6 separate regions of the Mus musculus genome follow, and regions 2, 3, 4, 5 and 6 are each linked to region 1. A link is a contact called in public ChIA-PET and promoter capture Hi-C data. All regions are on one chromosome and are shown on one strand. Each heading gives the region's core, a stretch centred on a gene start, on an enhancer-like site or on the middle of the called end of the contact. The rest is flanking DNA. Distances are from core to core; before and after follow the strand shown.

The links. Promoter capture Hi-C pulls out the DNA fragments that hold promoters and counts their contacts. ChIA-PET counts read pairs in DNA pulled down with a chosen protein or histone mark.
Region 2: an RNA polymerase II ChIA-PET map of memory CD8 T cells shows a contact between it and region 1, with 109 read pairs. The contact joins the promoter of Snupn here to the promoter of Csk in region 1. A contact is called at or near these places in 2 of 39 promoter capture datasets (erythroid cells and pre-B cells), 5 of 484 Hi-C or Micro-C datasets (B cells, CD4 T cells, CD8 T cells and 2 more) and 3 of 115 datasets of contacts at active chromatin or transcription factors (T-cell acute lymphoblastic leukemia, memory CD8 T cells and pancreatic cancer cells).
Region 3: an RNA polymerase II ChIA-PET map of memory CD8 T cells shows a contact between it and region 1, with 18 read pairs. The contact joins the promoter of Ptpn9 here to the promoter of Csk in region 1. A contact is called at or near these places in 1 of 39 promoter capture datasets (cranial neural crest) and 2 of 115 datasets of contacts at active chromatin or transcription factors (bone marrow-derived macrophages and memory CD8 T cells).
Region 4: a contact with region 1 is called in an RNA polymerase II ChIA-PET map of memory CD8 T cells, with 11 read pairs. The contact joins the enhancer-like site here to the promoter of Csk in region 1. A contact is called at or near these places in 3 of 39 promoter capture datasets (the C10 cell line and pre-B cells), 4 of 484 Hi-C or Micro-C datasets (B cells, CD4 T cells and Th1 cells) and 4 of 115 datasets of contacts at active chromatin or transcription factors (embryonic stem cells, large pre-B cells, memory CD8 T cells and 1 more).
Region 5: a promoter capture Hi-C map of pre-B cells shows a contact between it and region 1. The contact joins the promoter of Stoml1 here to the promoter of Csk in region 1. A contact is called at or near these places in 7 of 39 promoter capture datasets (the C10 cell line, the HPC-7 cell line, HPC-7-derived erythroid cells and 4 more), 1 of 15 datasets of contacts at CTCF or cohesin (the NIH/3T3 cell line), 4 of 484 Hi-C or Micro-C datasets (B cells, LSK cells, Th1 cells and 1 more) and 5 of 115 datasets of contacts at active chromatin or transcription factors (double positive thymocytes, large pre-B cells, memory CD8 T cells and 2 more).
Region 6: a contact with region 1 is called in a promoter capture Hi-C map of erythroid cells, with 10 times the contacts expected there. The contact joins the promoter of Islr2 here to the promoter of Csk in region 1. A contact is called at or near these places in 8 of 39 promoter capture datasets (the 3T3-L1 cell line, HPC-7-derived erythroid cells, cranial neural crest and 5 more), 1 of 15 datasets of contacts at CTCF or cohesin (large pre-B cells), 7 of 484 Hi-C or Micro-C datasets (the N1E-115 cell line, embryonic stem cells and pro-B cells), 5 of 115 datasets of contacts at active chromatin or transcription factors (double positive thymocytes, embryonic stem cells, pancreatic cancer cells and 1 more) and 1 of 9 other capture datasets (embryonic stem cells).

Annotation. Positions count from the first base shown.
Region 1 is chr9:57,643,535-57,648,283 of GRCm38.p6, reverse strand. Csk (c-src tyrosine kinase) reads left to right here and starts at 2,631. Exons shown (of 13, transcript NM_007783.3): 1 at 2,631-3,289.
Region 2 is chr9:56,948,741-56,953,489 of GRCm38.p6, reverse strand. It overlaps Snupn (snurportin 1), which reads right to left and starts at 2,582. Exons shown (of 9, transcript NM_178374.4): 1 at 2,537-2,582.
Region 3 is chr9:56,992,667-56,997,415 of GRCm38.p6, reverse strand. It overlaps Ptpn9 (protein tyrosine phosphatase, non-receptor type 9), which reads right to left and starts at 2,448. Exons shown (of 13, transcript NM_019651.2): 1 at 1,760-2,448. The coding sequence starts at 1,822.
Region 4 is chr9:58,273,535-58,278,283 of GRCm38.p6, reverse strand. No RefSeq gene overlaps it. Among named protein-coding and RNA genes, the nearest start is that of Stoml1, 23 kb to the right of the region's middle. Within about 2 kb of position 2,898, at least 285 of the 459 cell types and tissues checked have an H3K27ac peak or open chromatin away from gene starts, as enhancers often do. A contact at or near this core is called in B cells, Th1 cells, embryonic stem cells and 3 more, where this site is marked.
Region 5 is chr9:58,250,856-58,255,604 of GRCm38.p6, reverse strand. It overlaps Stoml1 (stomatin-like 1), which reads right to left and starts at 2,441. Exons shown (of 7, transcript NM_026942.3): 1 at 2,206-2,441; 2 at 565-671. The coding sequence starts at 2,338.
Region 6 is chr9:58,199,810-58,204,558 of GRCm38.p6, reverse strand. Islr2 (immunoglobulin superfamily containing leucine-rich repeat 2) reads left to right here and starts at 2,274. Exons shown (of 3, transcript NM_177193.5): 1 at 2,274-2,607; 2 at 3,187-3,279; 3 at 4,576-4,749. The coding sequence starts at 4,584. It also overlaps the pseudogene 1600029O15Rik.

The DNA.
Region 1 (4,749 bases), core at 1,382-3,881:
TCAAAAAAGGTTATCCTCTCTCTCTTTCTCTCTCTCTCTCTCTCTCTCTCTCTCTCTCTCTCTCTCTCTCTCTCTCTCACTTTGCTGAGAAGAGGTGGAGTCAGAATTCAAATACAGGTTTATTTGATTCCAAAGTTCACATTCTGGGCCCCAGCACACTAAGGGGGTAGTGTTTGTGGGTAACAGAAGATGTATTGGTGATAAAGCTGGAGCAAAACATAGCATATTTACTCAGGTATTCCGCCCCCCAAGTCTCCACAGCCTCCCCACCACTCAGCCCCCTTTTATCAGACAGAGTGGAGGTGATGTCAGTCTCTCCCTCCCAGAAGGCTTTGCAGCCCGCTGAAGCCCTTTCCTTCAGGCTGAGCAGCAGCAGCATCCCCAACTGGGGCCATGTTATCATTCCATCTTGACCTCAAAGGAAAGAAAGTGAAGTCTGATACACACACACACACACACACACACTCTCTCTCTCTCTCTCTCTCTCTCTCTCTCTCTCTCACTCTCTCTCTCTCTCTCTCTCTCACACACACACACACACACACACACACACACACACACACACATGCACCATCACTCCAGGCCTGTTATCTTGCTGAATCTGCACCATCTCTCATGAAAGAGGCATGCTCTCAGCCTGATCTCACCAAAGAGGAAACAGCTCAGAGACCTTAGGTAACTAGTTCAAAGCCACACAGCTCTTGAGATTTAACCTTGAGATTCGGTCCCCAAATATCTGTTTCCCCCCCCCCCTCTGTGTCACACCTAACTCTGAGATCTTCTAGGTGCCTCCACCAAAGGTGTCCCTAAAGAACCAGTTCCCTGTAAGCAAACTGGTACTAGGCATGCTGGGTGAGAAGACCAACCTGTCGTCTGGGGTGGGAGTTGAGCATATCCAACTCCTGCTTCTAACATTTTAAGTTATTTGCAATCTGCAACCTTGCTTCTCACAGAGCCCCTTTCTTCCCCTCAGTCAGTACCACTTTACATTGCATTCCAAGTCTTTGCCAGCAGCGTCTCCTCTCCCATCTGAAGATCCCCCTCCCACTCCCTCACCCCCATCCCCTGCTCCTAAACTAGTACCCTCTTTCAGTCCTGGTCCTTAGAAAGTGCTCCTACACCTAGCACCTCCAACGGACTTTCTGGCTTCTCTCTAGCCACTGTGCTTCCATTCTGTGGCCCTCCCATACAGGAGCACTGCTTGCTCCTGTAGCTGAGAGCAAATTGCTCCGGGAGGATCCCGGACTCCTCATTAACAATGGTGCATAATAACAGCCCGTGTTTAATTGAGGACTCACCACGTGCCACTTGCGCACCGAGCACTTCAAACCTATTAACTCATTTCCTCTCCACAAAACCTTACAAAGTTGGTGGTACCGCTCTTGCTCACTTTACCAAACCACAGTGGAAAAGGACAGACAGAGATTAGCTAACTGGTCCGACGTTGTTACACAGCCAGTGACAACTTCCCTATTGCATCTCAGCTGAAAATAAAGCCCGGAAGAGTTCCAAGAAGCTCTGTGGTTCTTTGGCCCTGTAGCTTGCAGGACTGACCGCATCTCTTTCTGCTTTCCCCTACACACGAAGTAAGTCAGGTCTCCCTGCTGTGTTCCCAGATCTAGAAAATCAACCCATGTTCCCTTCTTTCCTGTTTCTTGTGGACCTTGTACCTTTTTTTTTTTTTTCATTGTTTATCAATTTGTTCTTTGTGACAATATTTTTGCAACAACCCCTCATGAGAATTTGGCAGATATAGAGGTTTTAAGAAGTGGACTCCGGCCGGGTAGTGGTGATGCACACTCTTTTTGTTTGTTTGTTTTATGTTTTGTTTTGTTTTTCGAGACAGGGTTTCTCTGTGTAGCCCTGGCTGTCCTGGAACTCACTTTGTAGACCAGGCTGGCCTCAAATTCAGAAATCCACCTGCCTCTGCCTCCTGAGTGCTGGGATTAAAGGCGTGGGCCACCACCGCCCGGAAATGCACTCTTTAATTCTAGCACTTGGGAGGAAGAAGCAGGCAGATCTTTATGAGTTCGAGGCCAGCCTGGTCTACAGAGCAAGTTCCAGAGCTACATAGTGAGACCCTGTCTCAGAAAAACAAAAGATAACAAAAAAACTACAAAGGAGGAGAAGGAAGAAGAGGAAGAGAAGGAAGAAGAGGAGGAGGAGAGAGGAGAAAGGAGGTGGAGGAGAAGGAAGGAGAAGGACGGTGGTAGACTACAGAGCAGGGGCTGTGTAAATGCATGCTTACTGTCCCAGAAGAGTCTAGGCCTAGCCTCCACTATAGAAAGAAAACTTCGCTGGGGGGGGGGGGGGGGGGAAGAGGAGGAGAAGGAGGAGGAGGAAGCAGAGACGGTGGTAGACTACAGAGCAGGGGCCGTGTAAATGCATGCTTACTGTCCCAGAAGAGTCTAGGCCTAACCTCCACTCTAGCAAGGAAGCTTCGCCTAGAGGAAGCTGAGAGGTTGGCTCTAGCATGCTGGTGGCCCTCTGAAAGGACCTTCGGGAGCCTTCGCGAAGGCCAGCAAGTGGGGGCAGGGCGTAGACGCGGACACACCCCCCGCATTTCCTCCAAGGTCCAGCAGAGGGCGCCGACCCACGCCCCGCTGCTCGCCCGGCAGGCCCCCTCGCGCAGGCGCGCCGCAGCGGGCGGAGGATCCGGGCCGCGCTTCCTCTCACCAGGCCTGCGAGCTTCCTCCCATCGGAGCCCGGGCGAGCTGAGGTTGGCCGCCGCCGCTGAGCCTGCTGCCTTCCTTGCGCTTCCGCGCCACCCTGCGCCCTGCCCCGGGGAATCCCACCGGGGTGGGGTCCGAGCAGGGCCAACCCGGGCCGCGCCGCCGTCGGGGCCGTCCCCGGGCCAGCCGTCCCTCCCGCCTGGCCAGCCTCTGGCCGCCCAGCCTCCGGGGTGTGGGGCTTAGGCAAGCCCTGCGAGCGGCGATCGAACGCCCGGGGCGGCCCCCCGGCGGCGGCGCGACGTCCCCAAACCGAACCTCCGTGGCCGCGTTCGGAAGCGGAACTCTGCCGGGGCCGCGCCGGCTACATTGTTTCCTCCCCCCCGGACTCCCTCCCGCCCCCTTCCCCCGCCTTTCTTCCCTCCCCGCCTGGGGCTGCGCGGCAGTCCCCCTGCCTGTCTGGCTCCCCTTCCCTCTCTTTTCGCATCCATACACCTCTTTGTACCGCACCCCCTGGGGACCCCTGTGCCCCTCCCCTCCCCCTTGGCCGCATGGACTGTCCTGCAGGCCACTGATGCCGCCCTCGGTGAGGAGGCCTGGACCGCAGTGCCCCCAGAGAGGTGAGTGCTGGGCAGCCCCAAAGGAGGTGGGTGTCCTAATGCCCCCTAGAAGGGAGGAGGTCGCTCGTCCCGCCTCTGTAGCCACCACCGCCGCGCCCACACCCATCCCCCCAACCCCCCACCTCCCAAACGGGTTCGAATTCTCCCGGGAATCACTGTCAGAACACTACTGGGAATGAGCCACAAGGGAGGTAGTACTACCCAGCACCACGAGAGAATTGGCTTAGGTCTGCAGAGTCCTACCTTCCCACCCCCCAACTCCCGTGAGGAGAGCAGAGTGGGAAGTGGCTGGACCCCGGAGGAAGAGAAGTGGTATGGGCCGGACTCCCGGGCGTTTGCCCTTTCCCGTTCAGGGCTTCCCTGAAGGTATCCTGGCTTGTCTGGTTCTGAACTCTACTTCAGTCGTTGCACAGAGGTTCTATTGGCTCCAAGCAGCCCAGGGCCATGCCACCTCCCTTTGTGCCTGATAGAAGGCCGGGTCCTTGAACTAAGCCTGTCACCCTTGACCTGCCAGAGGATCAGGCTTAAAGCAAGGGACCTCTGACCCTTGGGTGGAGAAACTGGGCAGGGCTTCCAGTCTGCGTAGAGGTGACACTGGGCATTGGTACTGTACCCCGTTCCCCCCACCCCCACCCCCAGCATCCTCATCAGTCTATTTTCCCAGGCTTCTCAGGACCCAGACCAGTTATTTGGAAGGGGTGTGTCCAGTCACTGGATCTTTGGAGCTTAAGTAGGAGTTTTTTTTTTTTTTTTTTGATCATTTTGTATAGCAGGGAACTGAGGCCCAAGGGGCAGGTCATATTCCAGGCTCCTGATGGAGGGAGGCTAGCTGTCTCTCATTCCCACTTCTGCAATGATGGATGGCTGGAGGTGGAGGGGAACCAGACCCACTCTGTAACTACCAGGGACACTGGCAGTCTCCAGCCTGACCCAAGAGGGACCTTGTGGGGTGAGCGAGCACGTGTTCCCTTGCAGAGGGCTAGAGAAGAGGGAAAGGGCTTCCGGCCTCAGTGCTGTCTTCTTACAGGCCGAGATATCGTATGCATTGCTTATAAGACTTCCTCTCAGTGCGTGGGACTGGGTCCTAATCGTGTGGGCCATCTGTGTGGTGTGGTGTGGTTAGGTGTGCAGAAGCCTGGTTCTGGGCAGCTTTGAAACAGCCTGGTAGTTAGTTCTGACCCTGCCTTTCCCACATTTACCAGATGGCTCAGTCAGAACCTGAATGGGGTCAGCGTAGGCAGAGTGGCAGACAACCTTGGACTGAAAGTGTCAGTATGGGGGAATGTTGACACTTGGGGCTTGTTTCTGTCTCCCTGGACCCTAGATGTCGTAGTGTCTCGGTAATGGCCACAGCAGGATCAGGCCAGAGGCACTAAGGTTGGCAGAGCAGCAGGATCTTCTAGACCCCTCAGGATGCTGAGCTCTGCCTAGGCCCCCGTGAGCCACAGGCTGTTTTGTCT
Region 2 (4,749 bases), core at 1,333-3,832, 690 kb after region 1:
GTGTGGTGGTGCACACCTTTAAGCCCAGCACTTGGGAGGCAGAGGCAGGTGGAGTTCTGAGTTCGAGGCTAGCCTGGTCTACAGAGTGAGTTCCAGGACAGCCAGGGCTACACAGAGAAGCCCTGTCTTGAAAAACCAAAAAAAAAAGTAAATGAAAAAAATATCTAATAAAAAAATGTGGGGGTAAAAAAGATGTTTAAAAAAAAAAAAAACAGGGGTTTGGGGGAGAACATATGTGACAGGAGAGCAGAAAGAAGGCTGGGAGAAAGGTACAACAGGGAGAACACGTGACTAAAAAGGTGGTAGCCAGGTACAGAAGCACAGTCACATAACCACAGCACCCAGAAGGATCACTGCAAACTGAAGGCCAGGCTGGTTTATATAATGAGCTCCAAGACAGTCAGGAATACACTAGAGAGACCGTGTTCTCAAACAACAAAAATGTGGTGATTCACACCTATAATATCATGACCTCACTTCACAGGGTGAGGAATGAGGATGACAAGTTAAAGGCCTGGATGGGCTACAGAGTAAGCGCACAACCAGCCTGCTAACCTGGCAAGACCTTAATTATCTCAGAAAGAAAAAGAAAACAGGTTGGAACCAGGCTCACCAATACCTAAAATCCCAGCACTGGGGGGGATCATGGAGGATGGCAGGAAGGGCGGACCAGCAATTCAAAGTCAGTCTCAGATTCTTAGGGAATTCTAGATATGTGTGGGTCTATTGAGACCCTGTCTCAAAAAAAAAAAAAAAAAAAAAAAAACAGGCTGGAGAAATGGCTCAGGAGCTAGGAGCACTTGTCACTCTTACGGAGGAATTAGATTCAATCCCCAGCACCAACACAGTGGCTCACAACAAATCTGATACTCTCTTCTGGCCTCTGTGAGCACTAGACAAGCACATGGCACACATACATATAGTGAGGCACGTAATAAACTAAATCGTTTTTTAAAGGGGGTAGCTGGAATTATAACTCAATAGAGGAGTGTTTCCATTGCATGTGTGATGTCCCTAGGTCCAATTCCCAGTTCTGCAATCTGGTCCGTCAATGTAGCTAAGCAGCTGGCTTTGTAGCCCAGTGACAGTGCTTGGTTTTGATTGATTTGGGGATGGAGTGAGGTTAGTGAGCATCTTAACCATTCAAATATACAGTTCTGCAGTGGGAAGTACCTTTACACTGTTATCAACTGTTTCCATCTTGCAAGAATGCACAGGACAGGATAGGACAGGGTGGAAGGGTACTGGAGAGATGGTTCAGCCATTAGGTTAAAAGTACTGGTTGCGGGGCTGGAGAGATGGCTTGGCGGTTCAGAGCACTGACTGCTCTGCCAGAGGTCCTGAGTTCAATTCCCAGCAACCACATGGTGGCTCACAACCATCTGTAATGAGATCTGATGCACTCTTCTAGTGTGTGTCTGAAGACAGTTGCAGTGTACTCATATAAATAAAAATAAATAAATCTTAAAAACACACACAGCACTAGTTAAAAAAAAAAAAAAAAAAGAGAGTACTGGTTGCTCTTCCAGAGGACCTGGGTTTCATGTGGTAATTCATGACCACCTGTAAACCAATTCCAGGGAACTAACTGGAACTCTCTTCTGACTTTCTTCCCAGCATGGCACCCATGTGGTGTGCAGACATGTAGGCAAAACACACATACACATATGCATATAGGAAAATAAACAAATAAAAGAACAAAGGATGGTGCCATACCTCCACTTGGTAAAGTACTTGCCAAAGTGCGCACCATATTTGCACCAAGCCTTGGGTCTGAAACCCAGGAGAAAAAGAAGAAAGCTGCATTCCTATATCCTAAGACATTAAAAATACTTTTTTTTTTTTCTGTTTTGTTTTGTTTTGGGGACAGGTTTTCTGTCCTGGAACTCTCCTTGTAGTCCAGGCTGGCCTCGAACTCATAGAGACCTGCCTGCCTTCTGAGTGCTGAGATTAAAGGTATGCAACCACCACACCCGGCTAAGAATACTTTCTAAGAAAATTTGTTAAAAGTGACTATTATCAGTGTGGATTTAAGGTGTGCATCAGAGTGTTTGTAAAATAACCGGGAGTATTCAGTAGATAATTACTGAGCTTCCCCGTCAAGGTATCCTGAAGTATGCCATAGAAATGATCCCTAACAGGACCTTACGTGTCATACACCTGCAATGGCAGCAAGGCAGGAGGCCGAGGAAAAGAAGCGAACTAATTCCTAAGTGTCAGGCTCACCCAAGCCTCTTCTCCAGCCCAATAGATGCTCCCACCACACGTCCGTGAACTCTGCCGCCCTCCCCGCTACTGTCTCTCTAGCAATGGAGTCGTTTGTCTTTCGGTTACAGAATTCTCCCTGCCACACATAAATGTTCCTCATGAGTTTGAGCCAGACTGCCTGGAATACAACGACAAAAATATGGCCAAGTCCAAGTCCCCAAGACTGGCCAGCCTCCCCAGGTAACGGCTGCGAAGCCAGCCCTGGGTCATCAGAAGAAGTTTGAGCTTGCGGCTGAGAGAACGCCAAACTAGACAGGGCCAGACTTACCGCACGTCCGTACCACTCGCGCACGCCGCCAGTGCCTGTGCCGACTGACCAATTAGGTGCCTTAGCGGAGCTAGACACGCCCCGCTCAAGCTTGCACTCGAACTTCCGGCTCCGCCTACCGTGGTGCATCGCGGGAGTTGAGTCGGGCAGGACATTACTTCCGCCCTGAACTGAGCGACTCTTCTCCCTAGGGAGGGGCTTCCAGATTTGGTTTAGGCTTTTTCGGGATTCTAGCGAGATTGTCCGCGATACGGAGCCTTCAGTACTGATCGCAAACTTGCCCCGGATCCTTTCACTGACAAAACCGTGACTTCGTGGCCGCCACCTCTCCGGGTGTGCCCAAACTCGAGAGTTGCACTGACAGCCCTTTTGTCTTGCTTGTGCGATTTTCTGAATGGCTTTCAGGTTTCGAACTAATAAACGTTTCTTCCCTTCCTTTTTCCTTTCCCTTTCTTTCTTTCTTTCTTTCTTTCTTTCTTTCTTTCTTTCTTTCTTTCTTTCTCTTTCTTTCTTTCTTTCTCTCTCTCTTTCTCTCTCTCCTTTCTCTCTCTTCTCTCTTTCTTTCTTTTTCTTTCTTTCTTTCTTTCTTTCTTTCTCTCTCTTTCTCTTTCTCTCTCTCTTTCTCTCTCTTTCTCTCTCTCTTCCTCTCTCTCTCTCTCTCTCTCTCTCTCTCTCTCTCTCTCTCTCTTTCTTTGTATAGCCCTGGCTGTCCTGGAACTCACTTTGTAGACCAGGCTGGCCTCGAACTCTGAAATCCGCCTGCTTCTGCCTCCCGAGTGCTGGGATTAAAGGCGTGCAGGCGTGCGCCACCACTGCTATCCCTATTCTCCTTTCTAACATGACGCGGAAAGGGACCTGGCTCGATTCCTGATAGGTAACGTTCAGCATTTGAGTGCAGCACTTAGTCCGGTTTGAAAGTAGTTACATGAGTGACCGAGATTTAGGAGACCCTAAGCAAACCCATACATCGTGTCTGCAGGGTAAGACTTCTAGCATGTAAAATGAAAACAGGACTTGCTACTTAATGCTTATAATGTGAGCCAGATGCGTTGCTTCTAACACCTCAATGAACTGGGGTGTGGCTAGGGATGTTGCTCAGCAATCAATGTGTTTGTATAGCCTGCGCTAAACTTGCAGTGGCACCACCCTGTAATCGAACAACAGGGGGTGAAAGCAGGACTGGCTGGTAGTGCTAGCACATGCCTTTAATGCCAGCTTTCAAGAGGCAGAGAAAGGCAGATCTCTAAGTTAAAGGACAGCCTGGTCTGCAGAGTTCCTGGAAAGTCAGGAGCCCTGTGGGTGGTGGTGGGGGAGTAATTTGGCCAGGGTTGTCAGGAACCATAATGGGACAAGCTAATAACTAGCAGTTGATCATCCTGAAGTGGCCTGCTTCGGATTATTATTATTTTTTCTTTTCTTTTTTTTTTTTTTTTTTTTTGGTTTTTCGAGACAGGGTTTCTCTGTATAGCCCTGGCTGTCCTGGAACTCACTTTGTAGACCAGGCTGGCCTCGAACTCAGAAATCCGCCTGCCTCTGCCTCCCAAGTGCTGGAATTAAAGGCGTGCGCCACCACCACCCGGCTCGGATTATTATATAATTTGTGACAGGTGAGCCCTTATTAAGCGAGGCTGTAAGGGACTCATTTTAGGAGAGATTCCTGCTATTAATATGCTTCTCCTGTTATTATTAAATATATATAACAATCACTAAGTAGTAGCACACCCCTTTGGAGTAGATCTCTGTAAATCAACGAAGTTGTACTATCTTCTAGTGATGCTATATAGACAAATAGATGACTTAAGTCTTAATAATGATCCTATAAGAATTCCTAAAATTATATCCATGACTATTAAGCTCTTTTATAATAGGACTGCTATTAGGTCCTTTTCTGATAGTCAAAACTGCAATGAGAACTCTGCCAGTCTCCCTAGTGTCACCAGTTAATTGCTCTTAGATGGTAACCAGACTTTCTCCTACATTCCAAGAGGTTGTAAAACAATTACCCAAAGATTATAAAAGGGGAACTAACGATTTATTACAGGTGCTAGGACAGAAGATAAGATATTGACTGGGTTTATCTATACAAAACTTGACTTATAACTTAGTTGTGGGTTTTTTTTTTTTTTTTTTTTTTTGAGACAGGGTTTCTCTGTATAGCCCTGGCTGTCCTGGAGCTCACTTTGTAGACCAGGCTGGCCTCGAACTCAGAAATC
Region 3 (4,749 bases), core at 1,199-3,698, 650 kb after region 1:
ACTGTCTCACTAGCATTTTGAAAACACTGTTGCAGTTACCAAGCTGTTACCACTATTTGCAAATTTGTTTTTAAAAAGGTATTCTTAAATTTTTTTTTTTTTACTGGAGAGATGGCTCAGAGGTTAAGAGCACTGACTGCTCTTCCAGAGGTCCTGAGTTCAATTCCCAGCAACCACACCGTGGCTCACAACCATCTGTAATGGGATCCAATGCCCTCTTCTGGTATGTCTACCCTCTTCTGAATGTCTGCCCTCTTCTGGTGTGTCTGAAGACAGCTACAGTATACTCATATACATAAAATAAGTAAATTTAAAAAAAAATTTTTTTTTACTCATGCTGAGTTTATTTAAAGTCAATAAGAGTATAGGTCTGGGGGAAATTAAAAAAACAAAACAAAACAAAAACATCATTTCCACAGAAAGCATGACTTTTCCAAAAGAAAATTCAAGGGCTTTTTAAAAATCAGGTCTTGGGGCTGGAGAGAGCACTGGCTACTCTTTCAGAGGACCTAGGTTCAATTCCCAACACTCACATGGCAGTCACAGGTATCCATAATCCATCTCCAAGTGAGTTGACACCCCCACACAGACATATATGCAAGCAAAACACCAATGCAAATAAAATAAAAATAAATAAACCATAAAAAGGTCTTTAAAAAAAAACCATTAAACCAATGTTAGTTTGTCAAAATAGACATCTCCCCACTCCAGATTGTGTTAGCAAATGTGGGCCTGTGAACTAGGGCGTGAGAGTGTGAAACGGATCATTACCAGCATGTCTCACCTTTTCCTCTTTCATTTATTTTGTAAGGTACAAGCAGATTATGGCCATATTTGAGCACAGCTTCTGTTTGGATATGAGCAGTGCCAAGGAGAGAAGAGCAAGAGCCCAATCCGTGGGGTTCTGAATCTCATCTAGTCCGTGTTTCCACAGCTGGAATATGGGGGGGGGGGTGTAAAGTTATAAGAGCGCTCGCTAGGCTTCTCGCTTACAGAAACCCCTCAAATGATAACGCAAGCTACTACTTTCTGGGAATTTAAGATCTCAAGCTTTAAAAAGGGACAATGGAACTCCAGTGTGGGCTTCAGAAAGATGGAGACTGTCAGATGAGGTGGGGGCAGGGAAATGGGGACGAGGGTAAGAGCCTAGCCTGGGAAAGCAGAATAGGGAGGTCAAGGCCAGGGACTTGGGGAGCTAGAAAAGGAACAGATCTTTCAGGATCTGTCCAAGTAGGCCCGTCACAGCAGTCTGAAAGCCTGAAGGGCTCCTTTGAGAATCTGGGCCACCTCTTTACCAGCGCTACCTCCCCCCATCTTGGGAACGGAGACAACCACCTAGGAATCCTCCCCCCAAATGGCTTTCCTTGCCCTTGAAAACAACGGACCCTCGAGAAAAAAAAAAAAAAATGCAAACGCTTCCAGAGAGTAGAAGGGCCTGGGACAAGGTGTCCTGCAGTCATCCAGTGGGGAGCCCGCCCCAGTTCGAGGAACTTTAATATTCATTGAAATGGAGCAGCACGGACCCCCCCCCCCCCGGAAGTCTCGAAGCATAAGAATCTCAGAGCCAGGGGTCCCACGGCTCCGGGGCTGGGCTGGGCGATGGCCTGGGGCGCGGTCTCCGGCCCGGGGAGGCCAGCCCGCAGGCCTGAAATGCGAGCAGGAGCCGCTGAGGGCCCGGGGCGAGGAGCGCAGCCCGGCGAACAGAGGCCGGCCTAGGCCTCGGAGGCTCGGACACACCCACCGCTGCAGCGGCGCTTACCTGCTCCTCCTCGGGGGTCAGCTCCGGCGCCATGTCCGGCCGGGGCGCGGTCGCCGGCTCCATCCCGCCGCCGCCGGGGCAGGTCTGGTGGGCGAGCGCCAGAACCCGCTGCACTCGCGCTCCGCTTCTGTGGCCCGGCGCCTCAGCAGCTCTCGGTCGGCTCGCGCATGGTGCGAGCGCCCGGCGCCCGCGGCGGCTGCCAACGCCGCTCCTGCTGGCCGGGGAGAGCCCGCTGTCGCTCCCCGCGGAGAGGAAATGCCTCCTGTTTGCTTCACTCCTTTCCTCACGCCACCCCTCCTGTCCTGAGGAGGAGAAAGTGCGGGCGAGGAACTAACAGCAGTTCGAGGTCTGCTTGGCTTTCTTTCTTTTTTAGGAGTCCACAACTTTTACAGCCACCGCGAAGGCGCCTGGCGGGAGTTGGAGGCCGTCGGCCTTCCGAGCCGCTTAACCCCCGGGGCAGAGCTCGCCGGCGCCTCGAGACCGCCCAGCCCGGGCGTCCACGGGGATGCGGGCCCTGCGAACTGCTCCGTGGCCTCGCGGCCCAGTTCCTCAAAAGCCGCCGCGGAGACAGGGAGGGCGGGCGCGAGCGAGCGAGGAAAAGGCGTCCCCCTCCCGGCTCAGGGCCAGCGCTGCGGCCTGCGCCGCGTCCGCCCGAGCCCCCCACGGCTCCATTGAGAAACTGAGCATCTCATTCACAAACAGGAGCCGGGGAGGGCCGGGCCGGACGGGGACGTTGTCCGAGAGGGGGAGACAGAGAGGAGCTGGGAGGAGGGGAGGCTGAGCGGAACGGAGCGGCGCGGCGGGGGAGGGGCTGCGGGGACGAGAGGCGACTCCCCTACGGGAGCGGGAGGGAGACGCGACTGGGAGTTAAAAGAATCCAAAACTGCGCGAGGACCGGTGCCCTTCCCGGTATTCACGGGCGGCTTCTACCTATTCGTGGTAGGGTCTGAAAGGTTGCCTGTGAGGTCCAAGATGCCTCGGATCTGACAGATAAGCAAGGGCCGCATTTCTTTGCTCAATGAATGTATCCTGTAGTCCAGCATCATTGTAGCTAATTGTAATCGGGTACAAAGAGAGAGTGAGGAAGAGACAGAGAGAGACATCCTGTTTCAGAATTCATTCAGGAAGCCCACAGCCTTTGCAAATGCATGATTTTACTCTAGGGTAAACAGCAGAGTCTGGGTCTCTCAGGATAGGAGCATTGAGAAGGCAGGGCTGGGCCTACTGTGATTTTTTTTATCATGTTAGACCAAAGATAAGTATTCTAGAAGGATTTCAAGAAATCGGAGTGCCACAACTAGTCCCCCCAGGACTGAAGTCCAGAAAGAACCAGGGGATGGGTCTTCGGAAAAGAAAATGCTATAGGTTTTGATGCCCATCTTGGAGAACTTTTTAAAAAATAAATTATATATATTCTTAACTCCATTTTGGCACCAGTGCAATAGCAGCTTCAGGGTTACCTCTGCTAAGTTTTTTCCTTTGTGTGTGTGGAGGGTCAGGGGGCCAGGAAAGACAGAGTTTTGAGAAAGGATCTCTATGTACCCCTGGCTGTCCCAAAATTGGCTGTGTAGACCAAGCTGGCCTTGAACTCACAGAGATCTGCCTCTTGAGTGAAGGAATTAAAGGCATGTCCATGCCTCCTTGCCCCTCAACTATGTTAGTTTGTCTTTTGCCACCAGTAAAATGAACTCTACGCTGAACTCAGGAACCTACTCAGGAGTTGGTTTCAGTATTGAAACTGGAAGACAGTCTATAACAAGTCTATCTGCACACCAGACACTGCACTATGCACTGGAGTTAAAATAAGACAGTATAAGATAATGGAAGATGTATCAGGAAGTAAAATAATGAAGACACTCAGGGACTCGCGTGATGGGTCAGTGGTTAAGAATACTGGCTGACCTTGGAGTGGATCTGGGTTCAATTCTAGTACCCACGTGGTAGTATAGAACTTTTAAGGAGCATGTGATGTATAAACATACATCAGGAAAAAAAAAACACCCATACATGTTGTACTGGCTAGTTTTGTGTCAACTTGACACAGCTGGAGTTATCACAGAGAAAGGACCTTCAGTTGAGGAAATGCCTCCATGAGATCCAACTGTAAGGCATTTTCTCAATTAGTGATCAAGGGGGAAAGGCCCCTTGTGGGTAGGACCATCTCTGGGCTGGTAGTCTTGGGTTTTATAAGAGAGCAGGCTGAGCAAGCCAGGGGAGGCAAGCCAGTAAAGAACATCCCTCCATGGCCTCTGCATCAGCTCCTGCTTTCTGACCTGCTTGAGTTCCAGTCCTGCATCCTTTGGTGACCAACAGCAGTATGGAAATGTAAGCCGAATAAACCCTTTCCTCCCCAACTTGCTTCTTGGTCATGATGTTTGTGCAGGAATAGAAACCCTGACTAAGACAAATTGGTACCAGCAGAGTGGGGTATTCCTGTGACAATCTGACCATGTTTTGGGGAGGACTGTGGAAGGACTTTAGAACGTTGTGCTTGAAGATCCATCCGTTGTTAAGAGCTCTGTCAGATGTTGTGTAGGAGCTTGGAAGATAATGTTGAGAACACCGCAGAAGATGGAGCTCTGGTTTGTGAAATTTCAGAGGGAAAATTAAAGACTCTTTTCAGGGCCATTGCTGTTTTGATTGTGAAGATTCTGTAGTTCTGGTTAGCTGGGGCTGAAGAATCAGCTGTGATTAACAAGATACCAGAACTACCAAAGCAAAAACTTTGCATTACTGGGACTATTGATGCTGGTTAGCTGGAGCTAAGAAATTAGCGGTGATTAAGAAGAGACCAGCATCATTGAGGTGACATCTTCTGGGAAGTGTTTTCTGAAAGCACAAAGAGGCTGTGTTCCAGAGATGGCCAAGGTTGTACTCCTGCTGCAGCAGGACTTGGTAATATGTAAGGTTCACCCAGGTGGTACTGGTTTTGAAGGCATGAAGGGGTCACGCAAAGCAGCTGAGGCTCGGTACTGTGAGAGGCCATGGAA
Region 4 (4,749 bases), core at 1,649-4,148, 630 kb before region 1:
AAGAACTACTGAACTTTCCCCAGAGACTATTGTCCCACCACTTTCCAGCACACAGGTTCATCTTTGTAAAGCTGTTCAGGTAGCTAGGGAGCAGTATCTCACTGTTTACTCCCCTACTGACTAAAATTATTAGGTTTCTGTTTATGTTCTTTTTTGTTTTGTTTTGTTTTGTTTTGTTTTGTTTTGTTTTTTGAGACAGGGTTTCTCTGTGTAGCCCTGGCTGTCCTGGAACTCACTCTACAGACCAGTCTGGCCTCGAACTCAGAAATCCGCCTGCCTCTGCCTCCCAAGTGCTGGGATTAAAGGTGTGTGCCACCACGCCTGGCCTATTTATGTTCTTATGGGACATCCACACTCTTCTCCAATGAAGTCTCTGTTCAAAAGTTCCTATTTTAATTGACTTATTAGTACATTATTGTGCTTATTTGTTATGCATTGTGTGAGTATCCCAGTCTGTCAGTCTGTGACTTGCTTTTTTTTTTTTTTTGTATTTTACTCTTTGTGAATGAGTGTGTGTGTGTGTGTGTGTGTGTGTGTGTGTGTGTAGCTCTGACTGTCCCAAAAATTGAACTGAAGACCAGGTTGGCCTCAAACTCTCAGAGATCCACTTGCTTCTATCTCCTGAGTACTGGAACTAAAGGAGTGTGCTACCACTTCCTGACTATAATTCTTTTTTTTTTTTTAAAAGTATTTATTTATTATACATAAGTACACTGTAGCTGTCTTCAGACACACCAGAAGAAGGCATCAGATCTCATTATAGATGGTTGCTGGGATTTTGTTGTTGTTGTTTTTGTTTTTTTTGTTGTTGTTGTTGGTGGTGGTGGTGGTGGTGGTTGGTTAAAGGCGTGCGCCACCATGCCAGACAGGTTGCTGAGATTTTTGAACTCAGGACCTCCAGAAGAGCAGTCAGTGCTCTTAACCACTGAGCCATCTTTCCAGCCCCTGACTATAATTCTTAAAGAGCAATGGTTTTAATTTTAGTGAGAAGCATTGTATCAGATTATTTTTTTCTGCTATATACTGTGGGATTTTGTTTTTGTGTTGTCCTATCAAAGAAATACTTATTTAAACAAAATCACAGATATTTCCTTTTCTTTATATATTTAAGTGTATGGATTTCTTGCCTGAATGTAATGTCTATGCACTGTGTGTGTGCAGTGCCAGAGAAGGCTGGAAGAGGGTATCAGATTCTCTAGAACTATAATCAAAGATGGTTGGGAGCTGCCATGTGGATGCTGAGAACCACACCAAGGTCATCTCTCCAGCATCCCATGTTCTCTATTTTGAAAATATTTTTCTTAAACATGGCTTTAAATTGTGCTCTGCACATTTTGACAAATTGTATTATTATTCTCACTTAATTAAAATATTTCTAATATTCTCTCCTAATTTCTTCTTAGAACCATAAGTTATTTTAGAGGCCTGTTGTTTGATTTCCAAATCCTTGGGAGCTTCCCAGATATTTTTCTGTGACTGATTTATAGCTTAGTTATCATGATAGAATATATTTCAAATGATTCCAATTATTTTTAATTCACCAAGGTTTGATTTATGGCTCAGAATGTGGTCTGAGTGAAGACTACAATTCACTTGGAAAGAATGTGGGTTTTGCTGTTGTTGGGTGGAAAGTCTCACGGATAAATTATCATCAGATTAAATTGGTTAGTGCTCTTCAAGTTACCCAATGACCCATAACCACTCCAATTTTGCGCACTTGCTTTTTACTGTGCGGAGAGGGGACTCTCCCTTCTGTCTCTCAGCTCCATGGTTTTAACTGTCTGTTTCCTGAGACACTGTTCTCCCGTGCACATACCTTGGGAACTGTTGTCTCCTTTGACGAGCTCACCCCTTGAACTTCTGCCCTCCAGGTCACTCCAAAGTCTACTTCTCACTGCCTTTGGACTGCTTTCCCTTTGGCTCTTGTTTATATAACTTTAGCTTTCTTTCTTCTTTTTGTTTTGTTTTGTTTTTGTTTTTGTTTTTTTGAGACAGGGTTTCTCTGTATAGTCCTGGCTGTCCTGGAATTCACTTTGTAGACCAGGCTGGCCTCGAACTCAGAAATCCGCCTGCCTCTGCCTCCCGAGTGCTGGGATTAAAGGCGTGTGCCACCACACCCGGCAACTTTATCTTTCAAAACAACCCAAACTGACTTCAAACTTCCAACCCTTCTGCCCCAAGTCTGAGGTTAATTTGTGCCACATTCTCCTCTTGCTCTCCCACTAGTGGTAAGTGTGGTTACAGTTACTCACTTGTGCAAGCCTTGTAGAAGCTGGGTGTGGATGTGGGTCACTGTGTTTGGAGCCAGTAGGGTGCTTCTGGGTGCTGCTGGCTTCTTCCGGCCCAGCTTCCTAAGAGCCTATGTTTTTGGTCTTAGAAGGTGGGATTCCCAACAGTGTTTCTGTGCCTGAGACAGAGTTCCTGTCTCACCTACAGGGCAAAGGTGTCAAAATTTTCTTCTTTGCCTGGAGAGCAGAGTCTTGGTTCCTGCCTCGTCTGCAGCAGCCCTGGGGCCAGGTAACACACAGTTTTGGCAGCTATTCTAGGGAACCAGTGTGCTTCCGATGCACAAGCAGGCAGGAGCTGCAGGGTATGTGTGCTCCTGCCAAGTGGTGCTCCCTGTCTCCCAGCCTTTCTCCTGCATAGCCAGGAAGGGCACAGTCTTGCTTCACCCCCACATTTTCTGCCCAGGAGAACAGCTGGTCTTGTCTTTCTCAGGAAGAGCTTGCCACTGGAATTCCGTTTCTAACTTGCCTCTGACCTCAACTCTGACCGCTTTAGTAAATCCTGCCTCTTCCTGCTACAAAGTAACCTTCCTGTTACGATGTAACTGACAGCTCTCCTGTGGCTCTCAACAGACTCAGAATGACTTTTCACATATGCAAATAATCAAAGGGTTTTCCACCCACACGCATGTCCTCTGCCTGACTCCTGATACCCTCTGAGGCAATGTCCCTAGCTAACAGTGTCTTGAGGATTTTTTTCACTTCTCAGCAGCTTGAGTCACACTTGCTTCCTCTGGAGTGGCTGGCTGCCACCACCCCCCCCATCCCCCCATGCACTGCACTGTTCCAGTGCGTGACAGTCCTTAGTCACGCCCCCTCTCCTCTTTCTAGTCATACTTCCATTTGACTCAAGTTTCAAAACAACCGGTTCTTTTTAAAACTAAAAACGGATTTACCAGAAGGCCCAGCAGTTCCAGTGTCTCACATTTATCCCAGAGAAAATGACATTTATTTCCCCAGTAGGACCTGGACACAATGTTCACAGCAGCTTTATTTGTAATAGCCCCCAATAAATAAAATACTTGGATATTTTCCCAAATGTAAGTAGGTAAGCACACTGGTTCGTTCACATCCAAGACTGCTTGCTACTCAACAATGAAGAATGAACTCAGCTTTGGTGGGTGGGCCTCCTGAGAAAATGCTGAGTGAAATTGTATCAAAGAACACTATGGACAGGAATCTATTTATATACCAGTGGGGTGAAAGAACTGATTCACTGACGAGGGTGAGTTGTTCTCAGGGACTAGGAGTAGGAGAGAGACTGTGGTCACCTTAAAGGGGCAGCCTGAGGGAGCTGTGAAGGTGTCTTTGCAGCTCCGGGCTAGGCATTAGAAATGACTGCACAGGCCAAATGAACACTCTCACTTCCAACAAGCGATCTTCTGATTCTTGGACAGCTCACCCTGAAGCTCAGTTCCATTCTAATGATAACTACCTGGAGAAGGCTTTCAGCTTCAAGGCCTTTTGTTTTGTTTTTGTTTTTTGAGACAAGATTTCTCTGTGTAGCCCTGGCTGTCCGGGAACTCCCTCTGTAGACCAGGCTGGCCTCGAACTCAGAAATCACCTGTCTCTGCCTCCCAAGTGCTGGGATTAAAGGCGTGCGCCACCACCACCCGGCTCAGCTTCAAGGTCTTAAGGGCTTGGCCCCACCAACCAGGGTCAAATATCAGTTCCGGCATTTCTCCTTAACCTAAGACAATCCGGCTTCTCAGACTTGATGATTTGCTAGTTCACAGAAAACAAAACATGTTCTTTACAGCTTACTGGTTTGTGTAAAAGATGTGACTTTGAACAGCCAAATGGGAGGCACACACAGAGGGAGGGCTTCCTTGCCTCCTCCCTCAATTGTCCTGGGGGTTTGTTTCTATGGCTGTGATAATCATCTTGACCAAAAGCAGCATGGGAAGGAAAGGGTTTACTCTGCTTACTCTTACACTTCCACATCCACATCACTGTTTGTTACTGAAAAAGGCGAGGGCAGGAACTCTAGCAGCGTAGGAGGCCATGGAGGAGTGCTGCTTAGTGACTTGCTCAGACTCAGAGCATCCACGACCAGCAGCCTAGGGGTGGCCCTGTCCACAATGGGCTGGGCCCTCCCACATCAATCATCAATTAAGAAATGCCCTACAGGCTTGCCTAAAGCCTGATCTTATAGAAGGGATTGCTCACTAAGGTTGTCTCCTCTCAGATGACTCTAGCTTCTATCAAGTTGACATAAAACTAACTAGCACACCTGTTCAAGGCACAACCCCTCCCAACATCACCATGAATCTACTGGCCTGGAAGTTCTCCAGACCTCATTATTTAGAGGTTTTCTTTGTTGGTTTGTTTTTAGAGAGAGAGTTCTATACTGTTTGCATGGCCCCATAAAACATTTGTCACTGGCAAGTGAACTCATCCCTGTCCCTCTCCCTTCCCTAGACGTCACAGGGAAAGTCCTAATTTAAAACACTTCTTCCAAGCC
Region 5 (4,749 bases), core at 1,192-3,691, 610 kb before region 1:
TATCCATCTGAAGGATGGGAACTGCCCTAGTTTCTCATGTTACTGGGAGAAACATCATGATCAAAAGAAACCTGGGGAGAAAAGAGTTTATTTGGCATCTAGGTTACAGACTATCACTGAGGGAAGAAACTAAAGCAGAAACTCAAGCAGGAAACTGGGGGCAGAAGTGAAGCAGAGACCACAAGAAGGATGATTAGTGCCACCACCCCCCACCTCCCCCATCCCCCCCCCCCCCACCTGACCTGCACCATCTGTGCATTTGCTCAGCTAGCTCAGGCCCAACTCTCTGCACCACAGGGGGTAGGGGTAGGCCCTCCTACACTAATCAAGCAATCAAAATGCCCCCAAAGACGTGGCCACAGGACTGAGCAATCCCTTAGTTGAAGTTCCCTCTTCACAGGCATGTCAAGTTGACAACCAGGATGAGCCATTATAAAATGAACAACCCTTGCCTTACCTATTTCCTAGAGGTGTGATAGCAGTTAGAGGCCAAATACGGGGAATCCACTCATCAACACCTTCGTTGTGCCTCCCCACTCCCCCACAGCATCCAGCCAGCCCTACCTTCAGAGCAAACCAGCCGGAAATGGGGAAGGTGAGCAGCAGCAGCAAGAACCCCAGGACACTGACGAGGCCATGGCAGAGACAGGAGGGCCAGCTCTCCGGCGCGTCTGGGGGCAAAAGAGCAGAAGCAACCACAGAACACCAGCTGGGCCTGGCAGGACAATTTCAGGCACCGTGTCCCAGAGTACAGTGGGCCATGTGTATGTTTTGCCTGTGTTCTGCCCCAAAAGCTCCCCATAGCGAGTTAGGGACCTCCACCATAACTAACCGGTACAACACCCTACAGGAGACTTTTCTCTCCCAGGTGAGAGCCACAGAATCTGAGAACATGATCCATTCGATTTCTCATTGCTGGACATAGCATGGACCAACAAGCCCTTGCCTAATGAGTACCGCCCACCCAAACCTGGAATAGAGAGCACTCATGCTGGGTGGAGTGGACACTGCTGGTGTTAACACATTCTACTGGCCACACCACAAGTATGCTTTCAAGGGGTCATTACAGAGGAAAGGCTTCAGCTACTAAGGATAAAACTAATGCTCACAAGTAACAGTCACAGTGGGACTAAAGTGCTAGTTTAGTATTTATTCCCACTTTAATGCCCTGAAAGAACTATATCTATATCTATATCTATATCTATCTATCTATCTATCTATATCTATAGTGTACTTCAATTCAAGCCTTTTGGCAGGAAGAACTAAGAATCCTGAATGGGTGTTGAGCAAACAGGCCCAGAATCTGGGGATGAGCTTGCTATCTGTTCTCTCCTCCCCAGCCCTAGACAGGAAGGTGACAAGAGACGTCTGTTCTATCCTTCAAGAAGCCCCTGCCTGCAGGACAGTCTAAGTCATAAACTAATTCCTGACCTCTTCAGGGAAGGAGGAATCCTAAGAACCGGGCAGAAGAGCCGGGCGTGGTGGTGCACGCTTTTAATCGCAGCACTTGGGAGGCAGAGGCAGGCAGATTTCTGAGTTCAAGGCCAGCCTGGTCTACAAAGTGAGTTCCAGGAGAGCCAGGGCTATACAGAGAAACCCTGTCTCAAAAAAAAAAAAAAAAAAAAAAAAAAAAAAAAAACCACAAACAAACAAAAACAACAACAACAAAAAAGAACGGGGCAGAAAATGGAGGATTCGTTCAGCATTGCCAAAGCTTTCAATGCACCGTCAATACAGGAGAACCACAGAGGACCAGAATACTCCAAGGACAGTCAGGCTTTGGAGAGAGGAAGCCAAAGCAAACAAGCCAGGCAGCTTGCAGGCCCAGCTTTCTGTTCTGTGCATCTTCACCAGGACACAGGAGACTCCTGCTCCCTGCGCTGCTACCCTAGGGCGACTCTTTTTCCATTTCTCTACAAATGCCTTGTGGGTTATGGCTCCCTCTGCCTAGGGCTCTGTTTTCTTTCTATGCATGATGGGCTATCCTGGAAATAGTAACGGGATGGGCTAAGATTAGGGAAGATGGGGCTGCGCGGCTTCCAAAGCTACAGCTGGTGCCGTAGGGAGAACAAATCGGTGGTAGCATCCCCACACCTTGTCTGGCACCCACTTCATATCCTATCCCCTTCACTCTCCTTCCTCCTAGAGGCAGAGAGTACAGGTCTTGGGGTGCCCCTCTGTCCGCGGTGCTGGGTAGCCACTCACCGGCCCCCGGCCCCACGCTGCCCGGCTCTGGGGACAAGCAGCCCTTCTGCGAACCCAGAAAGCCGAAGCTCGACTGCTGGAAACGATCAAAATCCCCTAAGGGCAGTGCCCGGTAGCCAGACCTTCCAAGCATGACTTCTAACCGGGACACGCCCCGATCCTCTGCTGGGAGACTGCCCTGCCCAGCCTGTGGCAGCTCCGCCCCTCCTCGTTCCCACTGCTTCCGGCTTTACTCCGTCACTAACAACAGTGGCTGAGTAGGATCAGGAATCAGGCCGGGTCCACCATGCCTGCCGCTCCACAGCACCCCCTGCGCTGGGAGGACCGAACGGCGGGAGCACAGTTTGGGGATGTGGCCTTGGTTCTAAGGTTGAGGCTTCCTGACCACCTCCTACCTGGCCTTAGGAAAGGAGGCAAGGAAGTTTGGCTTTAAAGGAGCATTGCAGGAGCGTTTTCTCCAGAAGCAGAGAAATGTTTTTGGCCTCAAACCATTCCTCCAAACTCAACACACTTATGAGTTATGGGTGTGCTTATCCAGATGTAGGATTTCTTCTGGTGTGGTCAGCAAACTGGTATTTTTTGTTTGTTTGTTTCCCCACAGCCAAGAAAACAGAGCCTGCCATACAGAGTCCTGTTCTTATTTGCTTAATGATGGCAGATCCAAGTCACTGTGGACAAGTTGAAGTCAGAAGGCCCCAACTTTGGTATAAAAGAAAAATTTCACATGCAGACACCCCAGGAATCCTGGCAGTGGATGGTGGTGGTGGTGGCTGCAGCAGCAGCAGCAAAGCATTACATGAGACTCCTTGATCCAGGCACTTGAGGTAACTTTGTCTTTCCGTGGCTTCAGAAAGCCCAAATGAAGGTAGAAAATATACCCCAGTAGGATGCTGGGAGGCTGGCAGGAGGCCATTTTACAAAGCAAGAAAAGACGAATCTTTCCCAGTCTTGCCTCCCTGGATCCTTGCCATAGCTCATTTCTAAGTTCCCCTGCCTATGACTGCTAGCCTGGCTAATTTTATGTCAACTTGACACAAGCTAGAATAATCTGAAAAGAGGGATCTCCAATTGAGAAAATGGTTGTGCTGTAGGCAAGCCTGAAGAGCATTTTCCTAATTTATGATTGACGTTGCAGGGCCCATTCCATTGTGGGTGGGGCCAACCCTGGGCTGCTGGTCCTGGGTTCATTAAGAAAGCAGGCTGAACAAGCCAGTAAGCAGCATCCTCCATGGCCTTTGCAGCAGCTCCTGCATCCAGGTTCCTGCCCTATTTGAGTCCTGGCTTCCCTCATTGATGGACCACCATATGGAAATGTAAGCAAAATAAAGCCTTTCCTACCCAACTTGCTCTTTACTCACGGTGTTTTGTCACAGCAATAAAAACCCTAAGATGAGTTGGTACCGGGAGTGAGGTTTTAATTAATTTCAAATGTAGTCAAGTTGACAACCCAGAATTGCCATACAAGTCCACCCCTTGCCAACTTGACACACAATCATATCTTCTTATCAATTTCCAAGTGAAAACATTAAGCAAATCATAATAATACCTAAACATGATATAACTATCTGACATACAATTACAAACACATTATATTTAACCATGTTATAATTACACCTAACCAGATAAAACTATCCCTCATACAACTGCAAATGCATTGCAAATTTAGAGTAGATGCCAGGCGTGACGGTGCACGCCTTTAATCCCAGCACTCGGAGGCAGAGGCAGGCAGATTTCTGAGTTTAAGACCAGGCTGGTCTACAAAGTGAGTTCCAGGACAGCCAGGGCTGTACAGGGAAACCCTGTCTTGAAAAACCAAAAAAAAAACAAAAAACAAAAAACAAACAAACCAAACCAAACAAACAAACAAAAACAAACGAACAAACAAAAAATTTAGAGTAGATGACAATGTCCCTTGAGGGACATTCTTTTTTTTTTTTTTTTGAATTAATTAATTTATTTCATGTATGTGAGTACACTGTCGATGTCTTCAGACACACCAGAAGAGGGCATCAGATCCCATTACAGATGGTTGTAGCCACCATGTGGTTGCTGGGAATTGAGCTCAGGACCTCTGGAAGAGCAGTCAGTGCTCTTAACCCCTGAGCCATCTCACCAGCCCCCTAGAAACATTCTATTAGTATCTCAGACTTCAATATGATAACCATTGACATTCTATTAATAGATGTTACATCACATAATTTAAAAAATTGAGGAAAGAAAACACAAATATTTGTACACAATATAACTGATCTTGGCCTAATTTTTTAAAATATTTACTCAAAATATTTATATGAGTACACTGTAGCTGTTTTCAGACACACCAGAAGAGGGAATCAGATTCTATTACAGATGCTTGTGAGCCACCATGTGGCTGCTGGGAATTGAACTCAGGACCTCAGGAAGAACAGTCAGTGCTCTTAACCGCTGAGCCATCTCTCCAGCCCTTGATGGGCTAATTTTAAAGGCCAAGGGATACTGGTCAGCTTAGATGTATGGCCTCCACAGTCTCCAGGATGTTGGGTCTCCCTTTAGAACCCATCTCAC
Region 6 (4,749 bases), core at 1,025-3,524, 560 kb before region 1:
GTTTTCCAGCTTGACAACTTTTCTGTCGCTCATTCCCCCCCCCCCCCTTTACTGCACTCGCCTGATTAAATACTTGTTCCTTTAAGATCAAAGACGTAGGGCAGGGGTGGGAGGTGGGAAGTGTTTCTATGCCGTCTCTCCTTCCCTAGGTATTATTAACCGTAAAAGCAATCGACGGCAATTCTGGGCGGCGCCAGGGCTCTGCCTGCCGTCTTCTAGCAGAGCTCAGTGGTTGAATCAGGAATTGCAGCTCCTACCCAAGACCCTGCGGACGCTGCTAGCGGCGACTCCGGCTGGCCTTGTCTGGACCGGCACTGGGTTCTGCAGGGTTGAAGACGGGGTAAGGGATGTCTTCTCCCTGGTGCAAATTCGGGCAACAGAAGCATTTTTCGGGAGAGTGGGTGGGAAGCTGGGTTCCACGGGAATCAGTACCCCAGCCAGCGTGGTCGCCACGCCCTTAAACTATTCTGTAGACGCTGGAACCGCCCTCTCTACAGGGAGTCCCCTGGTTTCAACCTCTTTAGGGAAGAAAGCCAGAGTTGGGAGAGCTTACCCCAGACACTCCTGCACGTCCGTGCGATCGAGAGAGCTCATGAGCCCATTCTTCCTTCCAGCCCTCGGCCCTTCGCTCCTCCTAAGTTATCCCTCTGCAGGCTTGCGTCCCTCCAAACTCAAAAAAAGAGAGCTGACTAGAAGTAAAAATCGGATGAGTGGATGTTCACTGGCGGAGGAACGCCCACGCCTTGCGTCTTTCTCTCCCCCACCAGGAAAGTCCTCAGGATTCTCCATCCCAGAACACTAAGAACAGCAGAACGTCCCTCTGCTGCCACACCCTCTTCTGGTGCGAGGCACCCCCCACCCCCTCAAGGTTGCTAGAACATGAACAATACGACAGACATTCCTCTTACTTTGCAGACAAAGAAGTCGGTATCGGGCGGCTATTCCAAATCTCTGAGGCCTTGTCCCAGGTTAGAGCCTTGTGCTGGACGGCCTCAGACGTACAGGATTCCAGGCAGGGAGGAGTCAGAGTTCTCATCTCCTCTCCCTTCTCAAAGACATCTTCCCTGGATCGCTCAAGCACCCTCTCCTGGTTCGGTCTGTGGGGTTTCCAGGCCCGAGCAGGTGTGAAGTTCTAGATTCCGAACTTGGCTGAGTTTGTGGGGGTCCCATCAGCCCGTAGCCAGGAGTAGGAAAGAGGGAGGGACCAAAGTGAGCACACACCAGTGTGTTCATATTTAATTTACAAAGGAGCCTCAGAAACCCTGCCGGGTGGTCCCTTTAGATGCAGCGTTCTTCCTGCATCTCTCTGCGCCCCCCTCCCTAGCTCATTAAAATGCTTAACACTCAAATCGGGGTATTGATCTCTGCAGAGGCCCCAAACACACTGCCATCCAACCAAGACAGAAGACTGACTCTGATGAGGGCTGGGAGACCCCAGCACCCCAGTATTACAGTGTATATGAAAGAGAAGGAGGGGACTCTCTACACATCTCTCAAAATCTATGCCCCCTTACCAGTTCTGGCTAGCAGCTCTGTCTCCTGGGATGCCATAGGCGGGGGAGTGAGATGATGCATTTTAGTCAAATCCCTAGACATCCCTTGAAATTCTCCTGCTCATCGCTAAAAGAAATGTCCAGGGTTTGCCAAAGAGAACAGCGAGTCCCGAGTCTGCTGAGGCCAGCTGTTACATGAGGGTGTGAGATGGCAGGGCGGTGGCTGCTGCCTAGGCTTTCACAGTGTGTGTGTGTGTGGGGGGGGTGCGAGCATGCAGGGGTTGATGGCCAGCTTGCTAGAGATGCTGAGAGGATACTGAGGAGCGGGGTGGTGGTGCAGGAAATGCTCAGGGGTTGTAAGTCCCTAGTCCACAGCACTCAAGAGGAGCAAACGGTTTTTGTAACTATCCTGGTCCCTGTAGCCACTATTAGTGGGCAACCTTGGTGTCCTGTTAGCCCGCAGCAAGCAAGGGCAGAGTGAGACACTTGGGTGAGTTCAACCTAATGTTTTAGGAGCTCAGAAGACACCCACTCCACTGTGAGCACTAGGTAGCCCACGGGCAGTGGAGTGCACGCGCTGGTTTTGCCACAAAAGACCTGAGCGTGGAGTTCAGGCTCAAGAGGCTGAGCAGGGTCTGCGATGGGCTGGGGAGGTGGGCGTCTCCTCTCCGCGCACCCTGCAGGGCTGCGCCTACTAATCTGGCGAATTAGTCTGGCGGTGATTGGGGGTGGAGGGGAACCAGGATTTGTATCTGCCCAGATCCAGGCAAAATATGACAGAGAGGGTGAGGCGTTCTGCTAACACTATCAATTATGCATCGTGTTGAACGAAGCTTCGGGGAGGGGGAGGCTAGCAGGCGGCAGGAGGAAAAGGGTCCGGGAGAGCCAGGCAGCGCAGTTCAGCAGGTCCCACTGGAGGTCTTTCTGCGCCACTGCTTGCTTTGGAGAGGGGGGAAAAAAGTGTTTAAAGGCAAAGACACGCCCCTCCAGTCCTATGCTTTTCTTTCTCCCAAATTCCTCAAAGATGGTTTGTCTCACGTGTTGCGGGGCGTAGAACGGCTCGCATTCAATTAGAAGCGAAGCTCGCGGGCGCTGGCGGGACGGGCGCGTGAGGGTGAGTGAGCGTGGATATTTGTGTGCGCGCAAAAGAGAACGGTGAGTGTTTGAGTGAAGGTGTGCTTGTGAAAATGTGTGTGAAAGTAGGGAGAACTTAGCGCGTTGACGCGATTATTACATGTTGACGAGTAGTTCTAACCTGTGAAAGTCATGTGAAGATGTGTGTGTGTGTGTGTGTGTGTGTGTGTGTGTGTTGGGGAGGGGTTTGGAGACATAAGGAGGAATAGTGACAATGTCATCGAATGTGTAAATGTGGGGAGAAGTAGAAAATGGGTGCTAGGGGTACGGTGGGCTGGAAAGGGCGGAGCCTTGGGCTATGGGCGTATGGAGCCCCTTGAGACCGACAGGTCTCAGCCTGAGGTGAGTAGAGGATCTCTATGGCTTTAACAAATGTAAACGCAGCACGAGGTGGGAGACTGTGCGCGTTCCCGCCGAGCACGGGGGCGCGCGACCGCTCTCAAACCTGCAATCCTGGAGAAGTAGGGCGAACAGATAAGGAAAGAAAAAAATTGAAGTAGGACTTTGGGGCCAAGGGGAGTTCTTTCAATGCACTCCCCCTTTCTCCCCACCGCCACAGCAACAGATGCCAGAAGCTCCCTTAGACTGTCACCTGAGTCTGGAGACCGGCTCGCAGCCCCACAGCATCACACTGCAAGTCAGAGAGCAGCAGGTAAGCAGTGGAAGGGCCCCACAACCTCAGTCCACAGGGTCGATCCAGCCTAGTCAGGGTTGGGTGGCTGTCTGGGAGGAACAGGGAAGGGAGGTGCCTCCTTTAGGAGCAAAAGCAAGAAGGGACCCGCTAATCTCAGAGACAGGGTGTAGGAGAGGGTCTTCCAAGACTGACAGGACCCTCAAGTTGGGGCAGGGAGTCTGTGTTAATATATTTGTATGTCTAGAGACAGGGGATGCACTCAGGCGTCTTAAGGCTCTAGAGGGAAGTATAGAACCTTGGACTGTCTCCAGGCTTATTAGCTAGAGACTGTTCCCTAAAAACCTGTGGGCAGAGGGATTCGCCTGGGCTCTGTGAATCCAAAGAGGAAGCTTTATTGACTGTTTCCACAACATGCCTGCTCTAGTCAGGGGGTAGGATTTTCTTCTCAGAGGAAAGCATGGTTGAGCAGTTGTGACTTCCTGAGGGGAGCTGCAGCCCAGGGCAGGGAGGTGAGAAGGCAAAGTGGGTGGAGGCTGCCTAGATCCCCCACACCACACCTCACAAGTTCTCCATGTTGCATCGGCTAGGGGTTCGGTCTCAGAGTAGGGCAGTGTGGCACCTATGTCTCTGAGTGTGGCTGGTTCACATGAGGACTTGTGTCCCTGTGCCTGTCCCTTCTCACTGTACACAGGAAAGTGCTTTGCTTCCTGGTGGAGAACACTGTGGTAAAGCTGCATTGAGTTGGGAGAACAATGAGGTCCCCAGGGTATATTGTGTAGATGTTTGGGTTGCCCGTATTTTTGTGTCTATATAACTCATTGTGAACCTCCTAACAGAGTCTCGCTGCCTTGTAGTGGGATGCAGCAGGGAGATGCCTGAGTTTTTGTTTGCGCTGTTGTTGCTTGTGAGGAAGTGTGTGCGAGTGCTATGCGTGGGACAAAGGATTCCGAAGAAGACAGTTAGTCATGAACGAACATCTTTCTGCATCTCCATTTCACTGAATTAAATGAAGATAGAGAAAGAAGGGTCTGTATGGGGCCCATTGCAGACCACAAGCTTTGGAGGGGGCAGTTCCAGATAAGGGGATAGATGGGAGCTGGGGGTGGTGTGGGGGAGGATACTTCATGCCCTCTGGAGAAACAAGACAGTTTCTGAAAGCAAGCCTTCATTGAATATGCAGGCTTTCACTGGTCTCAATTCAGTAACCAAGGTGTCTGGAGCCTACATAGGTTTAGAAGGTAGAGTTTGTTAGGGGAGGGAGAGAGGTGTGGCATAAGTGACCATTTCCCCCTTCACCTTGACTTCCCTCTGCAGGAGTCACGATGGGGCCCTTTGGAGCCCTGTGTTTGGCCTGGGCTTTGCTAGGAGTGGTCAGAGCGTGTCCCGAGCCTTGCGCCTGTGTTGACAAGTACGCCCACCAGTTTGCAGACTGTGCCTACAAGGAGCTGCGCGAGGTCCCAGAAGGACTGCCAGCCAACGTGACCACGC